Regions from separate parts of the Sus scrofa genome. Here all the other regions are linked to region 1. The links are chromatin contacts, called in public Hi-C and HiChIP or PLAC-seq maps. All regions are on one chromosome and are shown on one strand. Each heading gives the region's core, a stretch centred on a gene start, on an enhancer-like site or on the middle of the called end of the contact. The rest is flanking DNA. Distances are from core to core; before and after follow the strand shown. Region 1 holds the start of HACD1 (very-long-chain (3R)-3-hydroxyacyl-CoA dehydratase 1). Region 2 overlaps MRC1 (mannose receptor C-type 1). Region 3 holds the start of MRC1 (mannose receptor C-type 1).

What was found. A called contact is a pair of places that touch in the nucleus more often than the background predicts. HiChIP or PLAC-seq counts read pairs in DNA pulled down with a chosen protein or histone mark.
Region 2: a Hi-C map of alveolar macrophages shows a contact between it and region 1, with 6 times the contacts expected there. The contact joins the enhancer-like site here to the promoter of HACD1 in region 1. A contact is called at or near these places in 3 of 5 promoter capture datasets (fetal liver, fetal skeletal muscle and liver), 25 of 47 Hi-C or Micro-C datasets (adipose tissue, alveolar macrophages, blood and 14 more) and 2 of 2 datasets of contacts at active chromatin or transcription factors (alveolar macrophages and skeletal muscle).
Region 3: a contact with region 1 is called in an H3K27ac HiChIP or PLAC-seq map of alveolar macrophages. The contact joins the promoter of MRC1 here to the promoter of HACD1 in region 1. A contact is called at or near these places in 1 of 47 Hi-C or Micro-C datasets (embryonic fibroblasts) and 1 of 2 datasets of contacts at active chromatin or transcription factors (alveolar macrophages).

What each region holds. Positions count from the first base shown.
Region 1 is chr10:43,926,475-43,931,484 of Sscrofa11.1, forward strand. HACD1 (very-long-chain (3R)-3-hydroxyacyl-CoA dehydratase 1) reads right to left here and starts at 2,967. Exons shown (of 7, transcript XM_013980233.2): 1 at 2,626-2,967. The coding sequence starts at 2,882.
Region 2 is chr10:44,182,348-44,187,357 of Sscrofa11.1, forward strand. It overlaps MRC1 (mannose receptor C-type 1), which reads left to right. Exons shown (of 30, transcript NM_001255969.1): 14 at 108-195; 15 at 2,243-2,387. Among named protein-coding and RNA genes, the nearest start is that of SLC39A12, 54 kb to the right of the region's middle. Within about 2 kb of position 2,929, at least 4 of the 83 cell types and tissues checked have an H3K27ac peak or open chromatin away from gene starts, as enhancers often do. A contact at or near this core is called in adipose tissue and alveolar macrophages, where this site is marked.
Region 3 is chr10:44,105,274-44,110,283 of Sscrofa11.1, forward strand. MRC1 (mannose receptor C-type 1) reads left to right here and starts at 2,653. Exons shown (of 30, transcript NM_001255969.1): 1 at 2,653-2,806. The coding sequence starts at 2,746.

The DNA.
Region 1 (5,010 bases), core at 1,717-4,216:
ATAGCTCACGGCCACCCAGTGAGGCCAGGGATCGAACCTACATCCTCATGGTTACTAGTCAGGTTCGTGTCCGCTGAACCACAACAGGAACTCCCAAAGTATTATTTCTTAAATATCATCTTATGGTTTTCAAAACGATCACAAAAAAAATCAATAAACCCTCCAAAGTTCTGCCAAAAGAGAAAAATGAAGCAAGCAAGTCAAATGGACAGAAAGAACCTCTGCTCCCCAAACCAAACATATGCTAAATGCACATGGCGTGGTGGCTGTGTCCCACTCTCAACGCCGCAACTTCGCCAGCCTCATCTGCCACCGCTCCCCAGCCCTCTGATTAAATTGGGAGGCTTTCTTGCATCTCATGCCTACCATCAGAATTCGTCTCACTTGAAATGTCTACCCTCTACATCGGCAAATCCTATTCCTTCTTCCAATCTCAAGGCCTTGAGAAAGCCTCCCAAGAGGCTCAGTTATATGGCTTATTCCATTTCCCTTACCTTTGCCTTTAAACAGAGATGAAAATGGCATGGGACCTTCTCGACACAAGAGGGAGACAAGTTTCGCGGGAGCAGTGGTTTGTGAGCCAGGGAGGGAAGGTTAGGGATGAAGTGAGGGAACATTTAAGTCCATTCCAGGTGGGGTAAGAGACCCAGAAAACTTCAAAGAGGTGGCTTGGTTAGAAGTCACCAGAGGACGACAGGGAATATTACCCAGAATGATTATCAGCCTGAGCAAAGATGGAGAGAGCCACGAAAACAAAATTGCATGGTGTTTTGAGGGCAGGGTGAGATATTGGAGATTTCAAAAGCAATAAAACTGGAAAGGGGAATCGGGGAGATAATGCAAAGAGCCTTGAAGGACAGACAGCCAAAAATCCCTTCCATTACAGCGGAGGTTAATGGGGTGTCACCCAAAGCTTTAAACCAGAGTTATGCATCGAGTCTCATTTTTTCAAAGGTAACCTGGCCTTCAAAAGGGAGAGTGTTCTGGAAAGGAAAGGGACAGCAGACCATTAATAAATGGCAGGTGTCCCCAAGTGTTTATTAATTGGATGAGATTAGCAGAGAGGAGAGGGAATTTTTCAGCCTCCAGGTTATCGAAAGGCTGCAGCACACAGTGTGTCTTCAACGGTTCTCCAGTAGCTCTGAATATATTAGTTTTCTCTTTCAAGATCTGTTGTACAGCACAGGGCTCTCTAATCAATATTCTGTGATAATCTTTATTGGAAAAGAATCTGAAAGAGAATGGATATAATACAACTGAATCCCTTTGCTCTACAGCAGTAATTAACACATTATAAATCAACTATACTTCAATAAAACTTCTTAAAAATCGCGAAATTTAATAGTGTAAAAAAGTAGTAGTATGGCTCCAGAGTCAGTCTGTCTGCGCTGAAATCCAAGTCTCACTCTTGCGGTTGTGTGAACTTGAGCAAGCTACTTAGCGTGTTTGTGCCTCAGTTTCCCATTCTACTAACTGTAATATCCTGCAGCCCTCAGAGGTTTGGAGAGGGTCAAAAATGTCCCTTACGTTTCAAGTAACAGACCCTGTGCCTGGCACACAGAATTTCCAATAAATGTTAATATTTTTAACCAACTATAATTAATATGAAGCACAAAATAGGTATTCAGTGCTGTGTCAAATCATTTACTAAATCTTTGTCAATCACCTTTTTCTACAAGCCCTAGAGAAGTTTAACTTCCCCCACATTTATACAAGTTAATAATAATTTCATGAGACAACAGGAAAATAACTTTTTTAAACGGCAATGCCATTTAGACACCGGAAAGCATTTTCCCAAGCAGGTTTTGAAAAGCGGTGGACCCAAGCCACTGTGAGAGCTCTTTGCAGTGATAGTCATTGTGTAACCTTAACTTGTAAGTCACACTCAAAGCCAGAAATAAAAGTACAGCCTATCTGTCATGGAGCCCTCAAGATGCTGGACACAAGTGCCATGCTCCGATAAGGTAGGGTTTTTGAAAATCGACCCAAGTAAGAAGCTGTCGGGCTCACTATTACTTAAAAAAAAAAAAAATGCGATGATATGAACCTTTAGGAACACTCTGCCCAGAGATCGGGAGCACAAGGAAATTCACTCCAGAGGCCAGGGGCCGAGGAAGCGGGTTTGGGCCACCGGCCGGGCAGCTTTGGGCTCCGGGGTGGCGGGACCCGGCGTTTGTGCACCAGGAGCTGCAGCAGCGGCGGCGCCCGGTGTGGCCGGGCCCGAGCCGCCTCCCCCGCGAGTCGGCCCCGCATTCCTGCCCGGGTCTATACTTAACCTCCGGCCCGCGCCCCGCGGCCGCCGCGCCACACCGTGCACCGTATTAGGCAATGCCCGGGAAGCAGGGCCCCGGCCCCCCCCGCCGCCCCCCGCGCGCCCCGCTCCGCTCCATTCAAGCCCGGCGACGGTGGCGGCGTAGGCGACAGCGCCCCTCCCCCACGGCCGCCACCCGCTCCCCGTTCCTACACCGCGACCACCCGGCCGCCCTGGACGCACGCGCACAGGCGCCCCCGGCCCGCTAGGCGACCCCTCCAGGGAGCCCAGCGCCCCACGCCGCCCCGCCGGCGGCCGGAGCGCGGAATGTCGGGGGGCAGCGGCGCGGGGAGGGCCCTTCGGGGCGCACGTACCCCGCGGTCATAGCGATGTTGTAGAAGGTGAGCCAGGTGGTGGCCAACAAGCCCAGGCGCCTCCTCTTGCCCGCGGCCTCCCTCTCCTCGCCGGCCTCGGAGGAGCCGCCGTTGGCGCCGTCCTCCTCGCTGGACGCCATGGTGGCCGCGCACCCGGGGGAGGTGGACGACAGGGGCAGGGGAGTGGGAGGGGGCCCGGCCGAGCGCGCCTCTGAAGCGCCGCCGCCCGCTGCCGCCGCCTCTGTCAGGCGCCCCATGTGCCGCGCGCAGGGGGCTCAGTGCCGCCAGCCCGGCCGCCCGCAGTGGGAGGGGCGGGCGCCCCCGGCCACCGCCCCGCCCCTCCCGACCCCCCGTCCCGGGTCCTGCCCACTCCGCCCCCGGTCCTGCCCACGGCCTGCGGGAGCGCGCGTCGCGTGGGGACCGGGCCGCCGGGCCTGGGCGCGGGGGCGCGAGCCCTTAGGTATGATCTGGAGGCTGCAGTGCCGTTTCCGCTTTCGGGAAAACCTCCGCCTTGCTAGCCTGCGGAACCCACTGTTAGACACATCGGGGCTTCTCGACACTGGCGACGGGGGCCCTGCTAGTGCATTTAGTGGAAATACACCTGGACTTGACCGGGCCCCGCCCAGGCTTTGCAGAGATTGTTTGTGGAGAGGGACGGTGGTAGCTTCCCGCCAAAGACTCTTTCTTAAGAGGTTCTGGGGAAGAAGCGCCCACTTCACCATTTTCCCTGCCTGTAGGGCATGTATGGGGACGAGGGGCCCGCAATCAAATTGTCCCACCTGCGTGGATTGCACTGGAGCCAGTGTTCTAAGGGCATTGAGTGCTAGGCAGCGCGGGATTGGGGGGTGGGCGGATAAGAGGGAAGCTGGAGGAAACAGGACATGACGAGACACCGAAGGAGGAAAGTTTGAACAGGTAAAGACAATCGACAGATATAAGGCTAAGAAGACGCTTTCTTGCAGGAAACGTGATATCCCACTGTTATCCATTCTCTCGCTCTCTCTCTTTTTTTTTTTTTTTTCCTACAATCTTCCTCCAAACATACATGCCTTTTCCTAAGAGCTCTTTTCTCTTTCCCCTTAAAGCACACAGTTAAGAAGGCAGGCTCTGGAGTCAGATTACTGAAATTCAAACCCTAAATTCCAAGCTCCACCAGTCTTAGTAGCTGCCTGAGCTCGGGCAACTAAATCGCTCTTATGCCTCAATTTCCTCTACCGGGATCATTTAAAAACCGGCCTCATGGGGTTGTGAGATTTAAGCACTTCCAGGCCTGGAACCGTTTGAGTCACCTGCAAATCAGTGTGTTAGCACGATTGTGGCAACTCGGATCTCCGTTGATTCAGTGAAGGAAAGTCTGCACCAGGCCAGGGAAGCGATCAGCTTCTTGGGTTGTCCTGGAACCTGAGCCTGGCCTGGGGCCAGGGACCACAACCAAAGACCACAGGGACCTGAGTCCAGGAAGCTCCTCTGTGTGGAGAGTCATCTCCAGGTGAATGAGAGGGTCCAGAGCACAGCAAAAGGAAGAAAGTTGTACTTGGTGCACCTGGCTCTGGGCACCTCCCCTAGGCTGCACTACCAGCCCCATCCGGGGATCTTAGATAATTTTGAGGAAGACCGGAAGACATTCCAATAGGGGAGGGGAAGTCTGAGATGTGGCTGGGAAAAAATACTGGCTGCAAATTGTTCAAATTTGATGAAAACTATGACCTGTTTTTAAAGGCATTCACGCTGGGAAATCAGTAAAACTATTTGCAAGTGACAACGTTGTATTCTTAGAGAAGCCTAAGGAATCCATAGAAAAGCTGCTGGAACTCGTTGCAGGATACAAGATCAGTGTAACAAAAATCAATCCTTTTATATGCTGTAGAAAAGGTAGGAATTTAATGTAAAACTATCTAATGCTTATCGGGATCCCAAAACATGAAATATAGAGGGATAAATTTAACAAAACATGTGCAAGACTTGTGCGCTAAACACTATAAATCACCATCAAGGGAAAGTAAAGACCTAAATAAATAGCTATTCCATGTTCATGAACTGGAAGTCCCAAATTATTAAACTAAATTTTCCTCAAATCCCAGCAGAATATTTTTTAATTTGACAAGATAACTCTTAAATATTTACAGAAATGTATAGGAAGAACAAAGTTGGAATACATACATACATACCTGTTTTCAAGACTTTGTATAAAACTGCAGTTTACAAGACAATGTGGTAGGCGCAAGGACAGACATACGGACCAATGAAGAGAGTCCAGATCTCCGTACGTATGGTCAACGGATGGTCAACAAAGATGCAGAGGTAAGCCTTTTTAATAAGGTGCTGAAACAACTGGATGTCCACATTAGAAGAAAAAAAAGACCTTGACCCTTGCCTCACAGACGA
Region 2 (5,010 bases), core at 1,679-4,178, 260 kb after region 1:
ACTTATGTTATTTGAAGTCATTTTCATATTTGATTAGGACGCATTGGTAACCACATTTGGTTCATGTAGTTCATAAGCTATCTTTATTTATATCTTGTATGTCACAGGGCTAGTGGAAGCTACCATGAACTGTTTTGGTTGGGATTGACCTATTCAAGTCCTTCTGAAGGCTTTACTTGGAGTGATGGATCTCCTGTGAGTAATTTGATTATATAGATCATATTTTTACTTTATCGTGTATTTCATTTGATGTTATCCTTTGGCTTAATCCATGTTTTTGGTAAGATAGGGTATTATGATAGCTAGAGACATGCTGTGCAAAAATAAATGCTCTTTGGGGATCATTGTCGTGTCCCTGCTCCCATATAGTTCTATTCACTCAAGATGTATCCAGGGTGGACTAGATGAAAAAATTAGGAAACTCATTCCTCTAGTTTATCTAAAATAATGTCTTCATTCTATCAGGCCCAATTGGTATGCAAGCTGCTAAACTTGTTAAAAATTGGGTGTTCTCTGACCTCTTCTAGGTCAGGAGGTGTGGAGACAACTTCTGATATTGTATTAAAAACCTTTAGGCTTGGTCGGACTTCTCATTATCAAGAATAGAAAAGTGAGAGGTTGTGGCACCTGCTGGCAACATTGAGCCCTGCAGTCACTGTAGCAAGTGATTTGGTGTCGTTTCAGTTTTCTGTTCTCTTACAGCCCATCACCAATTTTCAAGGCATGGGGGTAGGGTGGATTGTTTGATGGCTCCATTGACAACTTGGATTTTATATTTCAATCTCTAGAAAATAGATCATAATGCTTATTCTACAGCCTTACAGGCAATGATTCATTCTGAAAACTCCATAAGGAACCTACTCTCAGCCCTCCATTTATTCCTGCTGTGCCTTTTCATAAAGTTTGGTAGCTATGTTGACACTTTTCTTAAGTCTTTGTCTTTCATAAAAAGACCCAATTATATTTCTTTTTTTTTTTTTTTCTTTTTATGGTCGCACCTGTGGCATATGGAAGTTCCTGGGCTAGGGGTTGAATTGGAGCTGCAGCTGCAGGCCTACACCACAGCCACAGCAACGCTGGATCTGAGTCACATCTGTGGCCTGTGCCACAGCTTGCATCAAAGCCGATCATAGCCTGCAGAGCGAGGCCAGGGATCAAACCTGCATCCTCATGGACACTATGTCGGGTTCTTAACCTGCTGAGCCATAGTGGGAACTCCCTAATTATGTTTCTTCATCCTACCACTCCAATGAAAAAAACGTTTCCAGCATCACTGTGAAATAGTTCCCTTTAGGAAGGAGTTACACAGTTAGAAACTCCCAGCAATGAGAAGTGGTACTTTTTCCCCCAGATTTTTCCTGTATACAAATCCCACTTTCATGGCCCCTGGATTCATTCTCTTTCATAAGAAGAGTAGGAATTCCCATTGTGATTCAGCAGTAACAAATCTGACTAGTATCCATAAGGATTCAGGTTCAATCCCTGGCATTGCTCAATAGGTTAAAGATCAGTGTTGCTGAGAGCTGCTGCGTTGGTCACAGACACAGCTTGGATTCACCGTTGCTGCAGCTGTGGTGTAGGCTGGCAGCTACAGCTTTGATTTGACCCCTAGCCTGGCAACTTCCTTATGCCACAGGTGTGGCCCTAAAACCCAAAAGCCAAAAGCCAAAACCAAAACCCAAAAAACCAAACCAGGAGTTCCCGTCGTGGCTCAGTGGTTAACGAATCCAACTAGGAACCATGAGGTTGCGGGTTCGATCCCTGGCCTCGCTCAGTGGGTTGGGGATCCGGCGTTGCCTTGAGCTGTGGTGTAGGTTGTAGACGTGGCTCAGACCCCGCGTTGCTGTGGCTCTGGCGTAGGCTGGCGGCTACAGCTCCGATTCGACCCCTAGCCTGGGAACCTCAATATGCCGCAGGAGCGGCCCAAAGAAATGGCAAAAAGACAAAAACAAAAAACAAAAAACAAAAACAAACAAAAAAAAACCCCAAACCAAACCAAAAAACCCAGGAAGAGTAAAGAACATTTTGGAATAATTAATAACATACTCTATTCAAGTTACCATGTAACGAAGGTTATTTAGTTATTTCTTTCCCAGCTGTGTTCATAAACCTGGTTTTCAAAGCAAACGTATTATGAAAAAGAGTACATGTGATTAAAAAATGTAAACTTTCCTTTTGTGTTTGGCTAGACGTTGGCCTGATAGAAATGGCTCACGATTGTAATGTGATGTTTCTCACGTAGGTTTCCTATGAAAACTGGGCTTACGGCGAACCTAATAATTATCAGAATGTTGAATACTGTGGCGAGTTGAAAAGTGACGCTGGTATGTCCTGGAATGATATTAACTGCGAACATCTTAACAACTGGATTTGCCAGATTCGCAAAGGTATGATAACCCGCCCTCTCCTTCATCTCAGATTGGAGAACTGCCTTCCGGAGATTCCGGGATCTTCCCCTTGTTAGCAGAACCACACAAACAAAATAACAAAATCAGGGAACTGGCAGGGGGTCATCATTTCACAGGATAAGGATGAAGTTGCTGAGCAGAGATAAATGTTCCAAAGGAACAGAAGATCAAAAGGCCACCCGGGAATCCTGGACAAGAGTCACGTCCTCCAAAATAGTTCCCACAAGCCATGTCCCAGCGCAGGTTCTGGAGTCCAGCGAGTGGGTGGGTGTGCTCCATCTAAGCAGAGTCATGAGCCAGTGATTTCTGTTGGGGATTTTCACCCTCCGACCTCTGGTAGTCATCCAGCAGGTGAATGTGCTCCTCAGTCTGAATGTGCTGAATGCTCATTTCTCTAGGAAACAGTCAACCAAAGAGCGGGGTACCTTTTGTGGCCCCTGATTGCTGGGAGACTCACTATGTTATCAGTGGCCAACAATGGTCAATGCATACTTAGCATTCAGGGTTTATGACTCAGAAACTTCCACATTTTGCAGTTCCCGTTGTGGCTCAGTGATTCATGAACCTGACTAGTATCCATGAGGATGCAGATTTGATCCCTGGCCTCGCTCGATGGGCTAAGGATTCGGTGTTGCCATGAGCTGTGGTGTAGGTTGAAATCGTGGCTGTGATCCTGCATTGCTGTGGCTGTGGCATAGGCTGGTGGCTGCAGCTCCAGTTCCACGCCTAGCCTGGGAACATCCATATGCTGCGGGTGTGGCCCCAAAAAGACAAAGAAAGAAAGTTCCACATTTCCAAATCATGCATGGAGGGCAGAGGAGTCAGTTTCTTCTGCTAAGATAAATGGAACAGACGCCCCCTACCCTTACGCCTGAACCCAAATAGACACCAGCTTCCTCCTTTGTAAACAGATAAACGGAACTACATCGCCCTCTGCTGTCAGGGAACTTTATCGCCCTCTGCTGTCAGGGAACCTTGGCCACTGTTTCTAGCTCTATTGCTAAAGATACTCTGTTGCACTTCTGGTGTCTCTCTGCTTATTTTCCTTCTACTTAGATGCCTGCTTCCAAAACAGCTGCCAGAATGGAAGTTCTCATTCTGGCTCAGCAGTAAGGAATCCGACTGGTACCCATGAGGACGAGGGTTTGATCCTTGGCCTTGCTCAGTGGGTTAACGATCCAGCATTGCGGTGACTTGAGGTATAGGTCACAGCCTTGGCTTGGATCCTGTGTGGCTGTGGCTGGACCAGTTACAGCACGGATTTGACCCCTAGCCTGGGAACTTCCATATGCTGTGGGTGTGGCCCAAAAAAAGAAAAAGAAAAGACACAAGTTGTCAGAATGGAGGAATAAATAGTGGCCAATTTTTCTTTAATGTTCCCTCTTATCTACCAAGGACTAGTTGTATTGTTAGTAGGTCTATTAGCATAGATACACATTAAACCAAAAGCTAGGAAACTTTTATTAGATCCCAACAAAGTCCAGGTATATCATTAATTTCTTGGAAAGAAAAAGATTTCATTTAACTTTTCATAAAACATACATTTAGTACGAATAAAGGGTTTTTTGTTGTTGCTGTTGCTGTCGTTTTTGTCATTTTAGGGCCACACCCATGAGATATGGAAGTTCCTAGGCCTACACCACAGCCAAAGCCAACTCAGGATCCAAGCCGCATCTTCAACCTATACCACAGCTCACAGCAACACTGGATCCTTAACTCACTGAACGAGGCCAGGGATCGAACCTACCCATGTCCTCGTGGATAGTGGTCAGGTTCGTTACTGCTGAGCCATGATGGGAACTCCGAATAAGGGCTTTTTGGAAGAAAATATATTTTAGGAGTTCCCATTGTGGTGCATCGGAAACGAATCCGACTAGGAACCATGAGGTTGCGGGTTCGATCCCTGGCTTCACTCAGTGGGTTTCAGTGAGCCATGGTGTAGGTTGCAGACGCAGATTGGATCCCAAGTTGCTGTGGCTGTGGTGGTGGCCAGCAGCTGTAGCTCCGATTGGACCCCTAGCCTGGGAAACTCCATGTGCTGCCAATGCAGCCCTAAAAAGGGAAAAAAAAGAAAAAATATTTTTTTTATAAATACATAGCTCCTATTTAATGGTTTCAAATAATGAAAATTTAAAAGCTAATTATAACATGTGTTACTGTAAAATGAACATCTACTGAACATCTTTTAAATAACCCAAAACTCGCATATTTTACCCCATCTCTTTACACATATGATTAACTCCTTTCTGGAGTTGCGAAAATTAAAGGTAAGAAATTTAAGCCCAGATCTGAAATTTGAACCTAGATGTTTTGATCCCAAAAACTCATGTCTTCTTTCTTTTATGTGATGCTACTTGTTGTGCCTAAAAACCGTCTTCAAATTTCTGGTGGATTGCTGTACCTAATTTGTTTAAGTTTTTAAAAAAATTAATGTACAGTTGATTTACAGTGCTATACAGCCAATTTCTGTTGTACGGCGAAGTAACCCAGTCATGGAGGAAGAGGAAGAGAGAACCTCTTATGTTTTTAGCTAGGTTGATCCATGAAAATAGTGAAACTGGAAGGATGTGTAATAGCAAGTTCAGTAGAAATACAAGTTCAA
Region 3 (5,010 bases), core at 1,403-3,902, 180 kb after region 1:
AATCCGAATGCTTTTCTTTATTGATTTATTTTTTTCTTGCCTAATCACTCTGGCTGGAACTTTCAGTACTATGTTGAATAGAAGTGGTGAATACAATTCAAAACAGTAATCAGCCTTCAGAACACACAAGTCTGATATCTGGAGGACAAGTTCCTTATTGTTCACCCTGGCTCCAGCAAGCTGCACCAATAGGTCTGCCACCTGCTGCAAAGAGGGAAGAATTGAGGATGGTAGCCACAAGTGAAAGGCTGGCATTCACTGACATTTACCAGCCTCTGCATCAAGTTCTCCACGAGATGCTCTGGGGTTTCTCCTAGAGTCTAGAGTTCCAAAATCGTTACCCCAGACAGTTTCTGCCCATTCAGTAGTTGTTACATTGAAATGATGGATTTCTAAGGTTTCCTATTCCACCCTCTTCTGTGCTATCACTCCCCAAAGAGCTGGATTTCTTTGCCTTGCTCTCCTCTTTTAGCCTACTGAATCTCTGTTTCAGTAAGTTCAAGGTCATGGAGTAAAAATAGTTTGTGGGACAACTGGCCTCCCTTTGTTTCAAAGTCATGGATTCTACCACTGATCCTGGTTGGCCATATGAGACATTTGTGTAATTTAAAAAACCCTGAATGTCCGAGTTCCCTGTTGTGGTGCAGCAGAAATGAATCTGATTAGTAACCATGAGGTTGCGGGTTTGATCCCTTGCCTCGCTCAGTGGGATAAAGATCTAGTGCTGCCATGAACTGTGGTGTGGGTCACAGATGTGGCTTGGATTCTGCATTGCTGTGGCTGTGGTGTAGGCCAGCAGCTGTAGCTCCCATTCAACCCCTAGCCTGGGAACCTCCATATGCCTTGGGTGTGGACCTAAAAAGCCGCCCTGCCAAAAAAAAACCCACAAAAAACAAAAAACCCTGAGGTGAGTATAGAGAGGTTACAAGAGATTTGTTTTCTTCTGAAATTAATATAAATTCAAATTAGGCCAAAACTTTTTTTTTTTTTTTTCCTTTTTACAGCTATACCCGCAGCATATGGAAATTCCTGGGCCAGGGGTAGAATGGGAGCTGCAGCTGCCAGCCTACGCCACAGCCACGGCAACTTGGATCCAAACTATATCTGTAACCTATACTGCAGCTCACAGCAATGCTGGATCCTTACCCTACTGAGTGAAGCTGGGGATTGAACCCACATCCTCACAGAGACAATGTTGGGTCCTTAACCTGCTGAGCCACAATGGGAAGTCCAGGCCAAACTTTTTGAGTTGATATAATCGAGTTACATTTAAAAACCAAGAATGGCTCATTTAAATATTTTTTTTCTCATGATAAATCAATGAAGCAAAGTTTTAGAAAGAAACATTTTGTTTCATCTACTCTGTTTGGTAACCAATTTTTTGTCAGAGAAGCACTGGCTTAACAAAAAAGAAACATTTTTCTTGTGTCCTACAGCTTCACCATCTTTCTCATCCTGTCCGAATAATCTTCTTAATTTTAGAATGCTTAAAAAAACCAGTAAGGTAACTATATAATTTTTCTCAGGAAGCAAAGTTTATAACATTATTGCAAAGACGGTGAATCTTGGGGAGCTTTCCACCTGAAGAAATAGTCTTCATTTAAAATTTCAAAAGATACAATGTTTCCAGCAGCTTCTTTTTGATTGGGTAACATTTCCCAAACTCCAGTTGGCCGTTGGCTATAGCATTACCAAAATCTGCTTCAAAATGGTCTTGATTCATGTTTTGCCTCTGAAACATAACAAAACATAGGTGTAGGGTTAATATGGTGCTTAATGAAAAAATCTGTTTCCAGGTTTTTTTTTTTTTTTTTTAAAGAAAGAGTTCCACCTCCGGTATAATGAATATACCTCTTTTTGACCAAATGAGCAGATTTTTCTCCTAACGAGAGGATCATTGCCAGTTTGAGGAGGATCGCTGTGGTTGAGGCAGTGAGGTTGTATTGCAAACCCCGCCACTATTTTCTCTGGCCATCTAGAGAACTCTCCAGAGGAAGACTTCTAGAAGTTTCTCCCTGCTGTTATTATTGAGATTTGTTCTTTGGGTTAGCCTTGATTTTACTTTTCTTTTGGCTAAAAGGAACAAAGCTCCATGGGAAGTTTGGTTGGAAGCTTTCTAAGAAAAAAGGGCTCTAAGCCCTGAACAGGGAGAGAAGGAGGGAGAATCCGTTTCAGCCCTGAAGACGTTTTCACCATAAATAAAACAGTCCCTTTAAGGCCTGCCTGTTTCTATCACATTCGGGGGGAGCATTCGTTGCCAAGGGGCTTCTGTTTCAGCTGCTTCCCAGAGGAAACCTCCGTTTTCCAGCCCAGGTAATGAATGGCCCCCCGCCTGCCCCCTACACAGCCACCTCCCAGAGGGGCTGCGAGGCCTGGTGCTGGGTCCCCTCTCCCCGTCCCCACAGGCCAGTCGGGCTCCTGATGGCTCCCCTTCCCCCTCCTGCCTCCCCTCTTCCTCATCCCTCTCCCACACATGCCCTCTCTCCCCTTCCTCTGCGTCTGTTCTCCTCCCAAGTTAGCTTACAAAGCAAAGCTGTAACTTTTGAATTCCTGTTTTTCCAACCACCCTCATGTGACAGGATATCTCCTTATTGGAGGTTTTCCCTAATTTCAGAAGCCCTTTAAAAGTGAGAGCTTCCTCCTCACTTCTTTTCAGCAGGGCGGTTCTGAGAAGGGAGGAGGTCCCCGCCTGGGTTCCCCAACTCCCTTCTCTTCACCAGCATCAGGAAAGGACCAGCTCGGGCCATGAGGCTGTCCCCGTGCCTGGCGTTCCTCTCTTTCCTTCCGGTTGCCCTGCAGCTCTTGGGTAAGTTGACTCTAAGGTAGAAGCCTTCGGATTTGGGGCCCGGAGCCTATGGCATCCCATCCCTTTGGGGTCAGTGTTAAATGGGTCCTTTCAACGTGCTGGTGAGGTGGTGGCAGAGCTCCCCGAACCCCCAGCTCTGCAAAAACATTCCTCTTGCTTCCCTGGCCAGGATAAAAACACCTGCTTCTCAGGTCAGAGGGGCTGCCTGCCCTGAACCCTGCAGAACCCTGGCTTCCTCCTCCTCTGTCCCCACTGTCCTTCCCCTGCTTTATTCTCAGAGCGGTTTCCTCTGTGGTCAGTGCTATGTCATTTTCAATTTCTATCGAACCCCCAATGCGCGTGCCTTCTAAGTGTTTCTGGCCTAAAGGAGGGTAGAGCTGGTGTCTCTCGTCATTGCCGGTCTAAGAACAAGATCCCAGGCCACCCCCCAAAAGGGTTTCCATGAGATTTTCATAACTCATCTCTTTTTTTCTCTGTGAACAACCATTTTCATCACGCCTAGAGTTTGGGGCTAGAATGTTTCTTCTTATCTGTGTTCTAAATTGTTCCTTCTCTGTATTCCGAGTTGTTTGTACTGATTGATTCCTGAGACTGAGGCACAGATCCAGAGCTTTTCAAATGTTCAAAGACATTCTGGAGTCTCTCTTTGCTACCTCTCTAGACTCCACCTGTTTACCCATAGCAGGAAGAGAGCCTGTAAGCATTTTGATTCCCAGTTCTCTTCTGAGATGAGCTAGAAGGGATTTTTAACTTTGGAATTTGTGGTTCCCCGTTGCCCTTCATTTCACCTACATGGGCAAACACTGTCTGTGCCCAGCCTGTGCCATTGTCCCTCCAGGCACTGCTGTGGAGGCAGCAGTGAAGGCATGGATAAAACAGAAACTCCATTTGAGTGTGCTCCCTGCCCCCGACAGTGGAGGCTTCCCAGCAAAGGCCAGCTCGCTCTGAGCATGAAGTGGTAGAGATTTTTTTAAAAAAACATGAGCGAAGGGAGAAGGGTTTGCACCAAGCCTCTGCGCAGAAGCTCGTGTGTGTGTGTGTGTGTGTGTGTGTGTGTGTGTGCGCGCGCGCGCACTTTTTAGGGCCACACCTGTGGCATATGGAGGTTTCCAGGCTAGGGGTCTAATCAGAGCTGTAGCCACCGGCCTACACCACAGCCACAGCAATTCGGGATCCAAGCGGCGTCTGCGACCTACACCACAGCTCACGGCAAAGCCGGATCATTAACCCACTGAGTGAGGCCAGGCAGGGACTGAACTTACAACCTCATGGTTCCTAGTCGGATTCATTAACCACTGCGCCACGACGGGAACTCCCAGCAGTGACTTTTTTTTAATTCCTCCTCCAGTAGAAACCAATGATCCGATACGAGCAATACAGTGGGCATGTAAAGGAGAAGTCTCCTTAGCAACAGTGCCAAGGAAAGAGGCTGGATGGAGCCTGAGATCTCTTACCTTAGTCCTGGCTCCAATGCGCATCCCTCGGGGAGTAAGGAGGGACTGCCTAACCCCGGGCGGGCGTGGGAGGACCATCGCCTTGGTCTTCACCTGGAAAGACCGCCTCGTGCAAGAGGATTCATATATTCTTCATGACCTCAAAGATTAAAACCAAGACCAGTGCAAATCTCAGAGCTGTGTTGTCACCGAATGTTCCGCTTAAGTAAGTTCCCTGTTACCAAAAGTTTTCAAACAGATGCTGGCGAACAGTTGCAGACCTGGACTGTAACCCAGCACAGTCCGATAGAAACATAACTGGCTGTGTTATGCAGCTTCATTTAAAAAAGTTAAAAAGGGGAGTTCCCATCGTGGCGCAGTGGTTAACGAATCTGACTAGGAACCATGAGGTTGTGGGTTCGATCCCTGCCCTTGCTCAGTGGGTTAACGATCCGGCATTGCCATGAGCTGTGGTGTAGGTTGCAGGCGCGGCTCGGATCCTGCATTGCTGTGGCTCAGGCATAGGCCGGCAGCTACAGCTCCGATTAGACTCCTAACCTGGGAACCTCCATATGCCACAGGAGCGGCCCAAGAAATGGCAAAAAGACAAAAAAAAAAAAAAAGGTTAAAAAGGTACAGGTGACCTTGATCTTATAAATATGTTTTATTTAACCTAACAGAGCCAAAATATTATGAGTCACCTTCATCAATATAAAGCTTATTAGGATAATTCTACATTCATGTTTTAAAAAGTATGCTCCCGGGGTTCCC